Linked DNA regions of Mus musculus: region 1 is linked to region 2. A link is a contact called in public HiChIP or PLAC-seq data. All regions are on one chromosome and are shown on one strand. The core of a region is the stretch at or near the end of the contact, and the rest is flanking DNA. Distances in the headings are between cores, read along the strand shown.

The links. HiChIP or PLAC-seq counts read pairs in DNA pulled down with a chosen protein or histone mark.
Region 1: a contact with region 2 is called in an H3K27ac HiChIP or PLAC-seq map of extraembryonic endoderm stem cells. The contact joins the enhancer-like site here to the promoter of Krcc1 in region 2. A contact is called at or near these places in 1 of 39 promoter capture datasets (the C10 cell line), 4 of 484 Hi-C or Micro-C datasets (the AML12 cell line, B cells, embryonic stem cells and 1 more) and 3 of 115 datasets of contacts at active chromatin or transcription factors (extraembryonic endoderm stem cells, memory CD8 T cells and pancreatic cancer cells).

The regions. Positions count from the first base shown.
Region 1 is chr6:70,820,315-70,827,867 of GRCm38.p6, reverse strand. No RefSeq gene overlaps it. Among named protein-coding and RNA genes, the nearest start is that of Gm30331, 9.3 kb to the right of the region's middle. Within about 2 kb of position 3,232, at least 344 of the 459 cell types and tissues checked have an H3K27ac peak or open chromatin away from gene starts, as enhancers often do. A contact at or near this core is called in the AML12 cell line, B cells, embryonic stem cells and 3 more, where this site is marked.
Region 2 is chr6:71,265,961-71,273,013 of GRCm38.p6, reverse strand. Krcc1 (lysine-rich coiled-coil 1) reads right to left here and starts at 1,337. Exons shown (of 3, transcript NM_001354706.1): 1 at 1,174-1,337. It overlaps Mir8112 (microRNA 8112), which reads right to left and starts at 1,343; the gene lies at 1,213-1,343.

The DNA of each region.
Region 1 (7,553 bases), core at 1,983-4,482, 450 kb after region 2:
TTGCCCTTGGCTATCTTTTCTTTCTGTCTTGTGGTGGTTTGAATGAGGGTGACTCCCATAGACCTATACAGTTGAATGCCTGGTTTCCAGTTGGTGGAACTGTTTGGAAAGGATTAGGAGGTGTGGCCTTGTTGGAGGATGTATGTTAGTGGGCACAGGCAATTAGGTTTCAAAAGCCCACGCCATTCCTAATGTTTCTCTCTGCCTCTTGCTTGTAGGTCAAGATGTAAGCTCTCAGCTACTGCTCCAATGCCTGCTTGTCATTGCCTTGTTCCCTGTCGTGGTGGTAAGGCACTCTAACCCTCAGAAACTACAAGCCCCAAATAAAACCTTCTCCTATAAATTACCTTGGTGTTTTATCACAGCATAGAACAACAGCTAAGTCACAACCTTTTCTTTTATTAAGCCTGTGCATACACACGTGGGTGTGCGGAGGCCAGAGGGCATCTGGTATCTGCTCTACCACACTCCATCTTACTCCCTTGAGGCGCAGTTTCTCACTGAACCTGGAGCTAGGAGGGCAATCAGGAAGCCCCCGTGGATCTCCTGTTTCTGCCCCCACCGTGCTGGGATTACAAGTGTGCAGGTAGCTACATTAGCTTTTCTTAATGTGGATTCTAGGATCCAAACCCTGGTTTTGTACTTGCCCAGTGACCGTTCTTACCCACTGAGCCACCACTCCATTCCCCGATTTTTCTTGTCCCCCCCACTCTGTGGGGTGGTTTTGGTCCTGTGTGGATTTGCCTCCCTTAGCCTCCTTTAGAACTCTGTCCTAGGTCATGTGTAACTCCAATTAGAAGTACTTCCCAGTTGAGCTCCCAGAAGGATGTCCCAGTATGCTAAAACACATACCAGCCTACTCAGTGGTGTGTGGGTCAATACAGCCTGGGCAGAAGTGCAAGGATTCCCAGAGGACATCCTACCTGAGGCAAACTGTGCTGAGGCAAACTATGCAGTAGAGACACTGAAGCCACCGGAAACCTGGGGGTGAGAGCTGCCCCGATGCTTCAGCCTGGAGCTGTCTGAGCATAAGCAGACTAAAGTGTATTGGTCTGACATTACTGTGACCAAATGCCCAAGAGAAGTCTAAGAGAGGAAAGATGGAGGGATAGCAGAACAGAGCGCTCCCCAGTGGCAGGAAGCAGCTAGTGATGTCTATATCACTGGCTTTCCCCTTTCCTGTTTTTTGTTTGTTTGTTTGTTTTGTTTTGTTTTTAAGTTTTTCCTCTCTGGGAAGTTTATAGCATAGTATTACCCACACCCACAGAGAGGTCCCCCCCCCTTGTTAATTCTCTCTGGAAATATCCTTCTAGATACAGCAGGATGTATACTCACTAATCTAGGTGCTTCCTAATGCTTTCAAGATGACACAAGCACTATCCTGTCAGAGTCCTCCATGCCTTTTGCAAACCGGAGGAGGTGACTGCAATCAAGGGACAATAGAATTTTCTTTCAGTGGTGGTGGTGGTGGTGGGGTCCTAGTTTTGTGGCTGGTAGTAGTTACACTATTCTGGGATAGTTTTCTGTAAGGCTTCAAGGAACATTAGTCAAAGCTCTTCTGTGACAAGCCATACAAACCAACTCTTACAACTTTTAGAGAAAAAAATTTAAGACTATTGCAAGAATATAAGTACCTCACAGAATTAAAGGGAACACACCATGGTCTGGATATAAGGTACTTTCTTGAGGATTCCTAGGTTGGAAGCCTGACCCATCGTATACTGCTATTGAAATGGTGGGAATTTGAAGAGGTGGGCTTGGTAGGAGGTTTTCTAAAAATATGTATTTATTTATTTTTATTTTCTCTCTTTGTGTGTGTGCGCCCGAGTGCAGGTGTGTGTACTGTATGCATGCCATGCCTGAAGAGGCCAGAAGCAACAGATCCCCAGGAAATGGAGTTGTAAATAGTTGTGAGCCTTCATGTGGGTGCTGGGAATCAAACCCAGGTCTTCTCTCTCGAAGAGCAGCCAGGGCTCCGCTGCTCCAGCTCTCCAGCCCCGAGTCATCATGGGCACCACCCTCAGACAAGAATAAGAGAATTATCTCCCACAAGAGTGAATTGTTACAGAAGTCTCAGCCTGAACCCCTGAGTACCGTCTGGCCTTCTGGCTCTCATCTGACATTGTGATCTCACCCGCTTGCATGCTTTCCTACCAGCATAATAGCCTTTGGGGAACTGAACAGGCACTAATGTCACACCCGTGAACAGAAATTCCCCAGAGAGAGGAATGGACCTAGCTTTTGGGTTATGGGTATATTTTGAAGGGGGCAGGGCTTGGTCACAGTCCTCTCATGACCACATACAGAAGGTAGAAGAGGGGTATCTTCCTATAGAGAAACAGTGGGAGGATGACTATGTCAAATACCAGGGCTGAAGAAATGGCTCAGTGGTTAAGAGCACTGGCTGCTCTTCCAGGGAACCTGGGCTCAATATATATATATATATATATATAATGATATATATGGTATATATTATATGGTGTTTCTTTTAAAAGAAAATGACAATCTACACACACACACACACACACACACACACACACACACACACACACACACACACACATACCCAGGCTGACTATAGCTGTTGGTTTCCTTGAACTTCTGATCTTTATGCTTCCACCTCCTGAGAGCTGGGATTACAGCCTGCACCATCACACCTGGTTTATGTGGTACGAGGGATCAAACCTCTCTTTGCGTCAGAGTTGTCTTGTGGCATAGCCCACATCCTGTTTCAGGAAGATGAACAGGTAGATGACATGGGGGCTCCAGGTCCTCAGCTACCACCTGTCACTTAGTATACACTTATTAAACATTCGATGCTGTAAATGACAGTTAAATAAATGCATGACTAACATGAACGGTATTTGCCTGGACTTGTTCTGAAATGAGGATCCGGGGCCTCCACCCTTCTCTAACACTGAGTATAGAGTCTCCAGGAAAAAACAGTATGGTCAGTCCCCACACTCAGCACCTCGGCGACAACCACGATCAGAGAGAAAACTGAACTGACGCAGACAACCTCTGTCCTGTGTAGAGAAACACAGGCCGTACTTTGCACTGATCTTGTTCACATATCCCCACACCTTGCTGTGGTTATCAGTCTGCAGCTCCTGGGTTCCCGTTGCCGCTGCAAAGGCGACTTTCTGCTGGCTCAGAAGCAGGAACTGTGCGCTGCTCATCCATTCTGATTGGCTGAGGAGCTGCGTTCTCCGCACGGTGACAGTCACCTGACCCTGAAGCTCCGCTTCTGTCCTATTCATCTGACCTAGCCTGAGTTGTGTTTTTCTGGAATGCCTGAGGCGGGGCTGTGGCTGTTGTTCCTGGGTGGGGCTAGAGAACTCTGCATTATTTTCTAGTTTATCCAAAGGGGGACTAGCAGAGCTGGGACAGTGAGATCCCAGAGGCTGAAGGTGGTATATGCCCCCTCCCCCTGGCCACTTCCTTGATCCTCACCTCTCTTCCGCTAGTTTGGAGGTTGGGAACCGCTGTTTAGTAGGAAAACTCTACCTTTAGACCTGAAAAGACGGGTATTTTCATACACAACACTGGCCTCCCACATTCCTGACAACAGGGAATGCTTTCCTGGTACCACGGGAGCTGCTCGGCCAGGCAGGCAGATGTCAAAGGAAGATGTCAAAGGCAGGTGAGGGTTCCTTGGTGGGAGAGAAAAATCTCTCTGGGACGAGGCCAGTGGAGGAGCGACTGCTGGTATTCACAGCTAATAAAGCTCCCCACCAACCCTGCCCACTTCATTCTACGCAAGCTTTTGGCTGTTTCTCAGTGTGTGTTGAGGGTGTGGGACTCCCATTTTTCTGCTTTGGTCCTTTCCCATCTCCACCTCTCCAGTGCTAGAATTACAGGTGTGTGCCGCCATGCCTGGTTAACGGGGTGCTGGGAATTGAACCCAAGGTTTCAGGCCTGTTAGGCAAGCACTCTGTCAACTGAGCTACAGCTTTAGCCTCTTTTTGAGGTTGTTGCCGTTTGTTTATAATTTTTCTTTGGTGGCTGAAGGAGAACTCTATAACTGCTTTTCTGTATAACATATAATTAACCAAATTTGGCATATAATTAACCAAAACCAGAAAGAAACTTCAGGAAAAGTCCTTTAGATGTCTTAGTGTAGGATAAGCTTTTACCACTGTCAGACTCTCAGTGAACTGAACAGGTCTAATTATTTCATTTTAGCATTTTCTTTTAGAGATTTATTTGTTTATTATTATATGTAAGTACACTGTAGCTGTCCTCAGACACTCCAGAAGAGGGAGTCAGATCTTATTAAGGGTGGTTTTGAGCCACCAGGTGGTTGCTGGGATTTGAACTCAGGACCTTCAGAAGAACAGTCAGTGCTCTTAACCGCTGAGCCATCTCACCAGCAAACCTCTTTTTTAGCATTCTGACAGCACTTTGTCATACACACCAAAACAGGATGTCTGGACAGAAAGTGTTTAGTGCCACAGCAAAGCCACTAACGCTTTCTGTTAGTGAAAGACTGACCTGGGCCCCAGACCCAGCAAATTTGCTGCAACCAAACGGAGACTGTGGGAGATCCAGCTGGAGAGAGGGAAGGGTCACAGCGGGGACTCTCAGACTAAAGTCTTGTTCTCTAAGCAAAGAAAGCAGAAAGGATTAAACCTGGAGGATAATAGAAAAATGACTGTTTAAAAACATTAATTAATTTGTGTGTACGTGTGTGTGTGCGCCTGTGTTTGTGGCTGTGCATGCCATAGCATGCATATGGAAATCAGAGGACAACTTATAGGAGTCAGCCCTCTTTCCACCAGGTGGGTCTCAGGGATCAAACTCAGACCACAAGACTCAGTGGCAAGCACCCTCACCTACTGAGCCATCTTGCCAGCCCAGGAAAACTATATTTGAAAGACCATTGCTTTGCCATCAGTTCATGTGTTACATGAAATGTAAGTCCACAAAACTTATACACCTCCCATGGACAAATAAGCTTGAGAGACCCTGTCTATTCTGGTTGATGTTACAGGATATTTGGTTATTATACATAGAAAACCAAATTGTTAGCAAAACATGAAAGCCTAGAAACACATTGCATTTATCAGGTGCAGTTAGGTATGTCCTAAATTGTGCAGTTTGGGTGTGCCTCTAAAAGCCTACATAGATAAGAATTCTAAAGAATGGAAAATTCCTGTCTATTTTAAGGCTTGTTGCTAGATGGAGGTCATGTGGTCTTTGCTCTATGATGAAAGGCAAAGTCAGTTAGATGGCCTCGAGCTACCCCACTGTAAAGGTCTCTTTCAGCACTCTTTTGGCTTGGAAGAGCTTCATGGAAGGAGCTCTGGGTGAGAGAGAGATTTTCACTTTGGGCGTGCAGGAACCACGGAGAAGCAGCTGGCAGGATGCAAACGAAAACAGTCATCAGGAAGGAGAGCAAAAGAGCTCTCTTGGGTTTCGAGGAGCCTATAGAAAGAGATTTCTAAAGAGCTAGCAGTTTAGTTGTTGAATCAGGTCTGAAAATAGTATTTTGTATATAGTTAAGAGACTAAAGTTACCTCTCTGAGCTAGCAGGTTTAATCTCAATTCCTGCCTCCTGTGTCTTTATTTGTCTACATATTAGTTAAATTTAAATAGTTAAGTTATTACAAGTCTTGGAGCCTTCCTGGTAATCCACAAAACACATTTGTTTTTCAAGTCTCTGAGAAGTCACAAGAAAAACATTAGTTTGCTTCACCAACGGAGTGTTGAGAACTTGATTCTAGATCTCTGGCCAACCTCACAATGAAATAACTCCTGTTCTTCAACAATATAGGCAGCTCTGAGTGTGCCGCAGTGTGTCAGACAATAGGTTGAACAGCAGGCAAATCTAAATAGCATGTCCAAGTAGTACTAAAAAGTATTTTCAAAAGTTCCATAACATAGCTGTTAGACACATGAACTCACTGTCAGCGTGGCCATTTTGCACAAGACTGATGGAGAAGCCTGCTACTAAGGGTTCAGGCCTCCACGACTGGATGGCTTTCTGAGCTCACTCCCTTTCTCTGTGGGGCTTCCCTGTCTCTGCCTAGCTTTGTCTGGAGAGTGTCCCTGAACACAGGTGGCTGGCCTTATCTGGAAAGTGACCTTGTACAGAGTTCTCTGCAAGGCTGCATAACTCAGCACACATGTCCTCTTCTGGCTTTATGACCACATGATAATTAGGTGCTGCATTATAACCAAGCAGCCCTTCCCACCTGCTTGATGCTATGACTAATTAGTCTTTTCTACCCATATCCCTAAGAAAGTCCTTATATACCCTGTCCCTGGAACAATAAAGTAGACTTGTCTTGCTGTCATATTCACTTCTGCTCTCTTTGTCCTTGAGGGCTGCTGGCCAACAGCCTCTGAGGAGAAGGAAGGACCACATAAGATCAACACAGTTAAAATTTCAAGCATGCTGTAGCCGGGCATGGTGGCGCACGCCTTTAATCCCAGCACTCGGGAGGCAGGGGCAGGCGGATTTCTGAGTTCGAGGCCAGCCTGGTCTACAAAGTGAGTTCCAGGACAGCCAGGGCTAAACAAAACAAACAAAACAAAAAATTCAAGCATGCAAGGAGAGACTCCCGAGGACCTGCCCCTCACCGAGGAGCCAATGGTTGGGGAACACTGGCATTGGTAGGTTCCTATGCCCCAGTAATGACCACACACGTGCCTGTGGACAGTACTGACTGGACCTAGTGGTTATAAAAAGGAAAGAAAGATGAAGTTGGGAGGGAGATGAGAGACACTTTAGAGGAGGTGGAAGGACTCGGAATGAGTGGATGAATATGACTGAGATACATTATACACATATAAGAATCACACAAGGGCTGGTGAGATAGCTCAGCGGTTAAGATTGCCAACTGCTCTTCCAAAGGTCCTGAGTTCAAATCTCAGCAACCACATGGTGGCTCACAACCATCTGTAACGAAATCTGATGCTTTCTTCTGGAGTGTCTGAAGACAGCTACAGTGTACTTACATATAATAAATAAATATTTAAAAAAAAAGAATCACACAAGTGAAAAAATCCACTAATAGAAATATCATGGTACTTAATATGCAGTGTGTTTAACAGTGTTGTGTTTCTAGAGGTTTCCCTCTGCAAATGTTCCTGTCACCTTACAGTGGAGCCAATGTTTGTGGCTCTAGATATTTTTTTCTTTGGTTTGGGGCACAAAGGCACTGAAAGAGCAGTTGTCCCTAATGCCCCAGTTCACTTGGTCTGCCCAGCAAGCTTCTGCCATACCTCACTGCGTTCTCTCATTCATGGCTCCTTCCAGGTGACTGCACCAGGCTGTCTCCACTCCGGGCAGCACTGCAGAAATATTGTGGCCAGGAGAGAAGTAGGGCACAGCATCAGGGTTTCCCTTCTTCTTCTTCTTCTTCTTTTTTTTTTTTTTTTTTTTTGGTTTTTCGAGACAGGGTTTCTCTGTGTAGCCCTGGCTGTCCTGGAACTCACTTTGTAGAGCAGGCTGGCCTTGAACTCAGAAATCCTCCTGCCTCCCAAGTGCTAGAATTAAAGGTGTGCGCCACCACCGCCCGGCCAGGGTTTCCCTTCTTAGGATATTC
Region 2 (7,053 bases), core at 88-2,587:
TGGGACACCCCTGCCACACTTTAAGGAAAAGCTCTGGCTGTCAGGTTTACTGTTTATTTTAGCCCTCAACAGATGACACGCCTCCGTGTTTGTGATGCTGGGGTCTAAGGAGTTCTACCCACAGTAGAGCTCACTCTTAAAAAGCTAACAAATTCTGCCCGGTCCCAGGCCATTTTTGTTTTTTTTCCTGAGGTAGTGTTTCACTCTATAGCTCGTGCTGGCTAGGAATTCTCATGTAGACCAGGATGGCCTCTGCCCCTCCACTGCTAGGGATTTAAGGCGCTCAGCACCACGCCCAACAAAGACTCTAACTATCCCCTCATTTTAAGCTTATTTCCCACAGCTCAGCGGTCTTTCAGAGTCTATAGAAGCAATTCTTTGAAATGTAACTGGGATGAAGGAGGCGCCTAACTTCCTAGTTCTCAGCCGGCAGAAGCAATGCCTAACCCTTGGGGAGTTTTCACCTCTCCTGTCTACTTCAGGCCTTCTCTCCTTACACTTTTTTTTAAAGGCCAAAGTCACTCGGAGCACTCCAGAACACAGCTCAGTTCTGCTCCTAGTCAGTAGGGTTGGAATAAAATCTTGCTTCTCGCCACTCTCACACTGGTCAAAAAATGCTAAAACTCGGGTTACTACGGTCAAGAGACGTCTGGACATTTTTTTCTAACTCGTCTTCCTGGCAATCCAGAAGCCTAGAAAAGCTTCGGGGTGATCCGTCCCCTCCACCTCACCTCTCCTCTTCCTTGAGGAAACCTGGAAGCTCCCACCCTCCTGTCCAGAGCTCCCTAATTCCCCACTCATGCCTGTCGCTAAGTGGCCTGCTGGGAAGTCTCCTGTCCACGCTCCTGCACCAAACCGAGGCTGCTCTCTCCCGGGGTCGCTGGAGGACGGGGATTCCTCACTGAACCCCCACTGCCCTCGGCTCGGCCGCCTCTTCTCCTAGCCCCCTCGGACCTCGGCTTCCTCGCCAGGCCGTGAGGTCCCTCGGCCATGGCGCCGCGGATGCTGAGGGGTTCTGAGGAGAGAGTCAGGCGCTCCGAGGGGGGCCGCGCCCGGCTCTCGTCGGCCATTTCGAAGGCGCGGCGGGGCGGGGCCGGGGCGCTCGGCCTTCACCAGGCCGCGGGAGTTGAGGGCTGGAGCTCGGGCCGCCCCCGCCGCCGGGCGGGAACTCACCTTCTCTGAGGCAGGGGCGGGCGTCTACAACTACTGTCCCCCTCCCCGCCAACAACGCCGGCCGGGGGTCAGAGGCTGCGGTGGAGGTGGCGGAGAGGCAGAGACACCGCTGCCGCCGCCGCCGCCTCCGCCGCAGAGCAGGCGGGGTGGGAGGGGGGGAGGAGGCGGAGACCTGACTTCCTGAGGGGAAGTCGCCGCCACCACCCGCGGCTGACTGGACAGCGCCAGCGCCATGGCGGCGGGGGCGCGCAGGTGCGCGTGCGCAGCAGGGCGGCCGAGCCCTCGGGAAATTTTCTAGCCCCGCCCTCCATGTGTGCTCCGCCCCTTCCCGCCATTTCGGACTAACCGGCTCTGTCCGTGTGGGTAGGAGCTTGGGTGTCGGTCCTTCTTGCCATTGGAGGAAAGAAACCTAGTGACGAGGTTCAGCCCGGAAGCCAAAGTGAGTCTGGAAATGTATGGATCCACCGGCCAAAATATCTAAGAAACGCACATCTGCCTTTCCTCTTTCTTGTGCTCTTATATTAAGACTAAATATTAAGCACCATCCCTGCTCATGGTACGTTGCTAGCTAGCATAGTCCATAAATTCCCTCTTAGATTATACACGTTCGTGCATAGTATTCCTCAAAGCACACACACGGTATGCTCACCATACACGCTCCTATTACATAGATACAACATCACACAGGTACTACTAAAGTATATTTTAGTTTTCTTTACATGGTCATTATTTTGTGTGGAGCGGAGTGAGGGTGGGGCTCCTTTTACCTTATGCACCCCAGAAGTCGAACTCAGCTTCTGGGGCTTGGCAGCACACCGACCCATGTGTAATAGGGTCTTACTTTAGCTCAGGCTGGTCCCAAGCATGGATTGAAGTAATCACTTAAAAACCTCAGATGGACTGAGAAGCCCAGAGTTGACTGTTGACTGCTGAAGCTTCTGATAAGGAGATCCACATACCAGACCCGCTAGCCTCTCCCACTTCCTGACTGCAGGGGAACTGACCTGCAAATGGAATCTTCCAACCCCAAAGCTCCCTCCCTCCGCCTCCCCCCCCCCCTTTCAGTCCTACAAAACCCAACCCCTTACTCCCCAACACGTGCCACTTGGGCATAGTCTCACTTCCCTGAGAGACTGCAGCCCTTCAGTTCTGATTAAAGATCAGTTCTGTTTCAGGAGATGTCTGTCTACCCTTCATTTCCACTCGCCTTCACCAATCCCTTTCTATCATCTCTCAGTCTCGCAAGGGCTGAAATTTAACGAGTGAGCCAGGAAGCTCCACTAGGGTCTTTGGTTTTTAAAGCCGAAGACTGCTTTACTCCCAGGCTGGCCTGGAATACAGGATCCTTCTACCTCAGACTCCCAAGTGCTGGAATTAGAAGCCCCTTCACCCACTGGACCATGTTAAAGGCCCTGCTTCCGGTTAATACTACACTACTGTGTAAGTCAACAGGCTGCACTTGCTTCCGTTGCCAAGCATTGCCACTCCCCGACTGCCTAATAAACTCCGTCCGTAAAAGGCTTCACACAGAGACAAGCAGTCCATTAATGATTCCACGCTTATTAATAACACAGGGACAAGAGAGAACCTGAGGTTTTGGTCTGTGCTGTAATTAGACAACATATAATGGGCTATTATGTGAGTGACTTTCTCTCTTCCCTCTACCCTTTAAAAATATTTATTAATTTTATTTTTAAAATATTCTGTATTACATAAAAACTTACAAAGAAATAGAAACGTGGTGTTCCTAAAGATCTGCTCATAATCGTGTGTGTGTGTGTGTGTGTGTGTGTAGTGTGTTTCTTTTTTTGGCTTTTCGAGACAGGGTTTCTCTGTAGCCCTGGCTGTCCTGGAACTCATTTTGTAGATCAGGCTGGCCTCGAACTCAGAAATCCGCCTGCCTCTGCCTCCCAAGTGCTGGGATTAAAGGTGTGTGCCAGCCACCACGCCCTGCGTGTAGTGTGTTTCTGTGTGGAGACGGTATGTGCCCATGTGTGTGTGTCCTAGGAGGTCAGATGCATCAGATCCCCTGGAGACATGTCTGGTTATAAGTGGTCTGATGTGGGTTTTGGGAACCTGACTCAGGTCCTTTGCAAAAGCAGTACAGAGCTCTTAACCTTTGAGCCATCTGGGTAGCCCTTCACCTTTATTTTCAATGCCATTCCCCTTGTTTATTTAGCACCCCCTTAATTCAGTCTCTAAACGTTCTCGTTGGTCTCTCACATTGCTTATGGCACAAATGGATGAGCCTAGGAGTGTACGAGCTCTTCCTGGCCTGTTTAATATTGCCAAGCACTCTGACCATCCTATTATTAGACTCAGCAGGGGCTGGCAAGCATTTTCTGTAAAAGGTCATCAGTAAGCACTTTTGGCCCCGCTGGTTCCAAGTTTTCTAAGGGACATAGCCACCATGCTACAAATACATCTGTAGGAAAGACGTGAGCAAGTGAGTGTGCTTGCTTTCTGATAGTTATATTTAGAGTAACAGAAATTTGAATTTTGTCTAGGTATTTTGCTACAAAATTCATTTGCCTCCCCCCACCCCTCCACCAAACCATTAAAGACAGTAAAAACTATTTTTACTTCACAGCTGTAAAGGGCCCTGGAAATCTTATGCCCTAAATGAACTTTAGCACCAAGTAGAAAGGAAGTTGAAGGGTTGTGCCTTTTACTAACGTATAGGAGGTGAAGCACTTGCAGCTCCCTGGATTTGCCAATAGATGGTGATCTTTCTGAGTGTGTGTGTGTAGCTCAGCCAGTGGGTCTTTGACAGAGAGAACTTTGGAGGTTTTGCAGGGTGTGGTAGCATCCTTCTATTCGGCCAGGCACAGCAAAAACTTATTGCAAACTGTACTGGTAACATTTCCCCTTTACTTTTGGACTTTTATACCTATCCATACATATTCCCTAAACTGTGACATATATAACTGAGGAAACACAATTAATCACCCTCCCCAGGCCTCTGAGGTGATCAGTTGGAACAACAATGTATATGCACAGTGGGTACAGCTAAAGTTCTAAGTGCTACAACAAGCATCTGGAAACACATTCTACCAGAAGTTCAGGTCAGCAAGACGAACTCCTTCTTCCATTAGGAGGCTGTTTACACAGGAGTGGGAGTATACTGGCAATCCCAGCAATTTGGGAGGTTAATGCAGGACAATGACAGTTTTTAAAGGAGGAGCCGCATCAGCAGCAGGAGCCGCAGCAGCTGCAGGAATCTGAAGCATACCTAGGCTTTGTGATGATCTACCATTATCTCCAAAAAAGCCCTATTTTTTCACTACCTTTGAGAATATAGTCCCAGCTGGTCCCTTCCAATCACCAGCCCAACAGCTAGTGCCAGTACTCACACTCTCGGCGATGCTGCTGTGTGTCCTAGGGAGCAAAGGACAACCTTAAACAATAAAGACTCTGCTCATCTCCAATTCCCAGAGTGACAAGAAGGTAGCACCTGAGTGACATTAAACCCTGTTCCTTAATATTTATTTTTATTAATTTGATATTACATTTGTAAGTATGTCTCTGTATAGACACGTATACATGAGTCCAGGAGCTGTCAGAAGCCAGAGGTGAAGTGTCCACCAAGAACTAGAGCTAGAGTTGGTTGTGACCTTGTAGCATAGACACTGAGAACCTAACTGGGGCCCTCTGCAAGAGCAGTATAGCACTCACAGCCTGAACCATCTCTCCAGCCCCTAGAACTGTTATGTTATCATAGAGAAGATTTTAAAACACTTTAATATATTCTGGGGTCTTTTTAATGAATGTGTCTTCTTGTTGATTAAAGAAACAATTATATCCCTTTTGTTCAGCACTCCAAGAAGAAATGCTTACTGCATTATAAAGTCACGTTAGAGACTTCAGTTCCCCTTTAGAGATTTGTGTACCCAGATTTGTCAACCCCGGTTTTAGCTTTCACTGTCATAGTGAATAGGTTTGGAAGTGCAAAGATCTGACCACCTCTGCCTCCTTCTGTAGTTATTCTACCCAAACATATGGAAATGAGCCTTCCATACTGCCGCAGACCCTCTGGGCCCCTTTGTCTGCATGGAACAGCTCTCTAGTCGTGGGTGGGCAAAGCATCAGATGGAATGACAGACCGATGCACACAGGAGAGGTTGTGTAGAATCTGAATGTAATGTCAAATCGAGCATCAAACTTTTTATACAGAAGAAAATAAGGAAGTTGGGTGACACACTCGCAAGGTACAAAGAGGTTACTGGATTCTTACATAAAACAGAGGAATGCAAACACAGAAGGTCTAAGGGAACCACCTGGGATAGAATTCATTGTTAACAACAGGGTTCAAAAAGGGCTCCACCTAAGATTCACTTAATCTTAGAAGCCAGGGTCAAGGGCTTCGTGCCCTTGCCATAGTTCCTATTTTAGTCTATTGTATAGTCCACCTTCCCCCTAGGCCATTGTAAATACGTGTGTATGGGTGTAACTCAGCTATAGTTCTAAGTATCTATTCTGGTTTCTCCTTAGGTCTGAAACTTCCTTCTTCCTAGGTGATGGTAAATTCCTGTGTAGGGCAGTGCCTTAGCTTTTATTCAAAGTGATAGTGTAATACCAGAGGCAATTCTGAATGTCACTGAATAGCAACATTCTTACTGAATTTCAAGCCCATGGTCTTGCTCAAGGACGTTCTAGGACTGTTGGAACACTGGCGAAGGCTTTAGCTATGTCAGAATTCAATCTTAAAAGGCACTTATAATAGGATAATACTAAAAGAGAGCACGCGGATCCATACTTCAGACTAATGTGGGAATGGAATATTTATGTATGGGTTAGAGAAAACGCCAGACTCCAGGAGTGAGTTTCCGTGAAACTCTTCTGTCTCGTGAGTAGCTTCCAAGCCTCTCGGCTTGTCAAACTGACTCGACCAGAGTGCATAGCAACATACTTTATCTGCAACACACATATATTAATTTATTGTACATTAACTTTCAGTGTCTTCTATATTGAAGTAAGCTAATAGCTTGTTTTTAGCTGTGAGCTAGTAAATGACATTCTTCCTGAATTTCATTTCAGGTTTGTTTGCTTGTTTTGTTTTGAGACAGGATCTCACTGTGTAGTCCTGGTTGGTCTGGAATTTTCTATGAGAAATGGTTAGTTATATTTACTGTAATAAGAGGCAAAGGTAATATTTTATGTTAGATTCCTATTAGTGAGGTAACAAATTATTACAAAATTAGTGACTTAAAATAATGTACATTTACAACCACCTTACAGTTCTGGTGATCAAAAGGATATAGCGTTCACCTTGTCAGTAAGACCAAGCTCCCTCTGGAGGCTCTGGAGTGGGGGTTTCTTTCTTAGCTATTCTAATTTTCACATGTCTCCTGGATATTTGGGCTCCTGATCCCACCCCCTCAACTTCGAAATCAGCAAGGAAGGCCTTTGCAGTGTGTCTCAGACTCTGATCCTCTTGCCTCCAAGGTCATCTTTTCTGTCCCTGCTTTCCTCCTATGAAGATTGCTATGATTACATTGGTCCCATCAGGATTACACAGGATAATACAGGATAATCCTCTCACTGAAAGATCTTGAATTTAGCCATATTTGCAGAGTTCCTCCTGCCATGTGTCTCAGTCCATTTTTGGAGTCCCCAACAAAATATCGCAGATTAATTTATAAGGAATATGCTTTTTGACTCATGATTCAGGTGGCTGGGAAGTCCATGGTCAGGTGGCTGAATGTGTCGGAGTCCTCTTGTTGGTGGGACTTTCTGCAGAGGTCCAAGATGGAGCAGGACATTGCTCTGAGGGACAAAACATCCCCACTCACATCCTTTTTCCTCTTAAAGCCACAGTACTGTCAGATGAAGGTCTCCCCTACGGCCTCATTTCTACTACTTTCCCCAGAACCTTCAAAT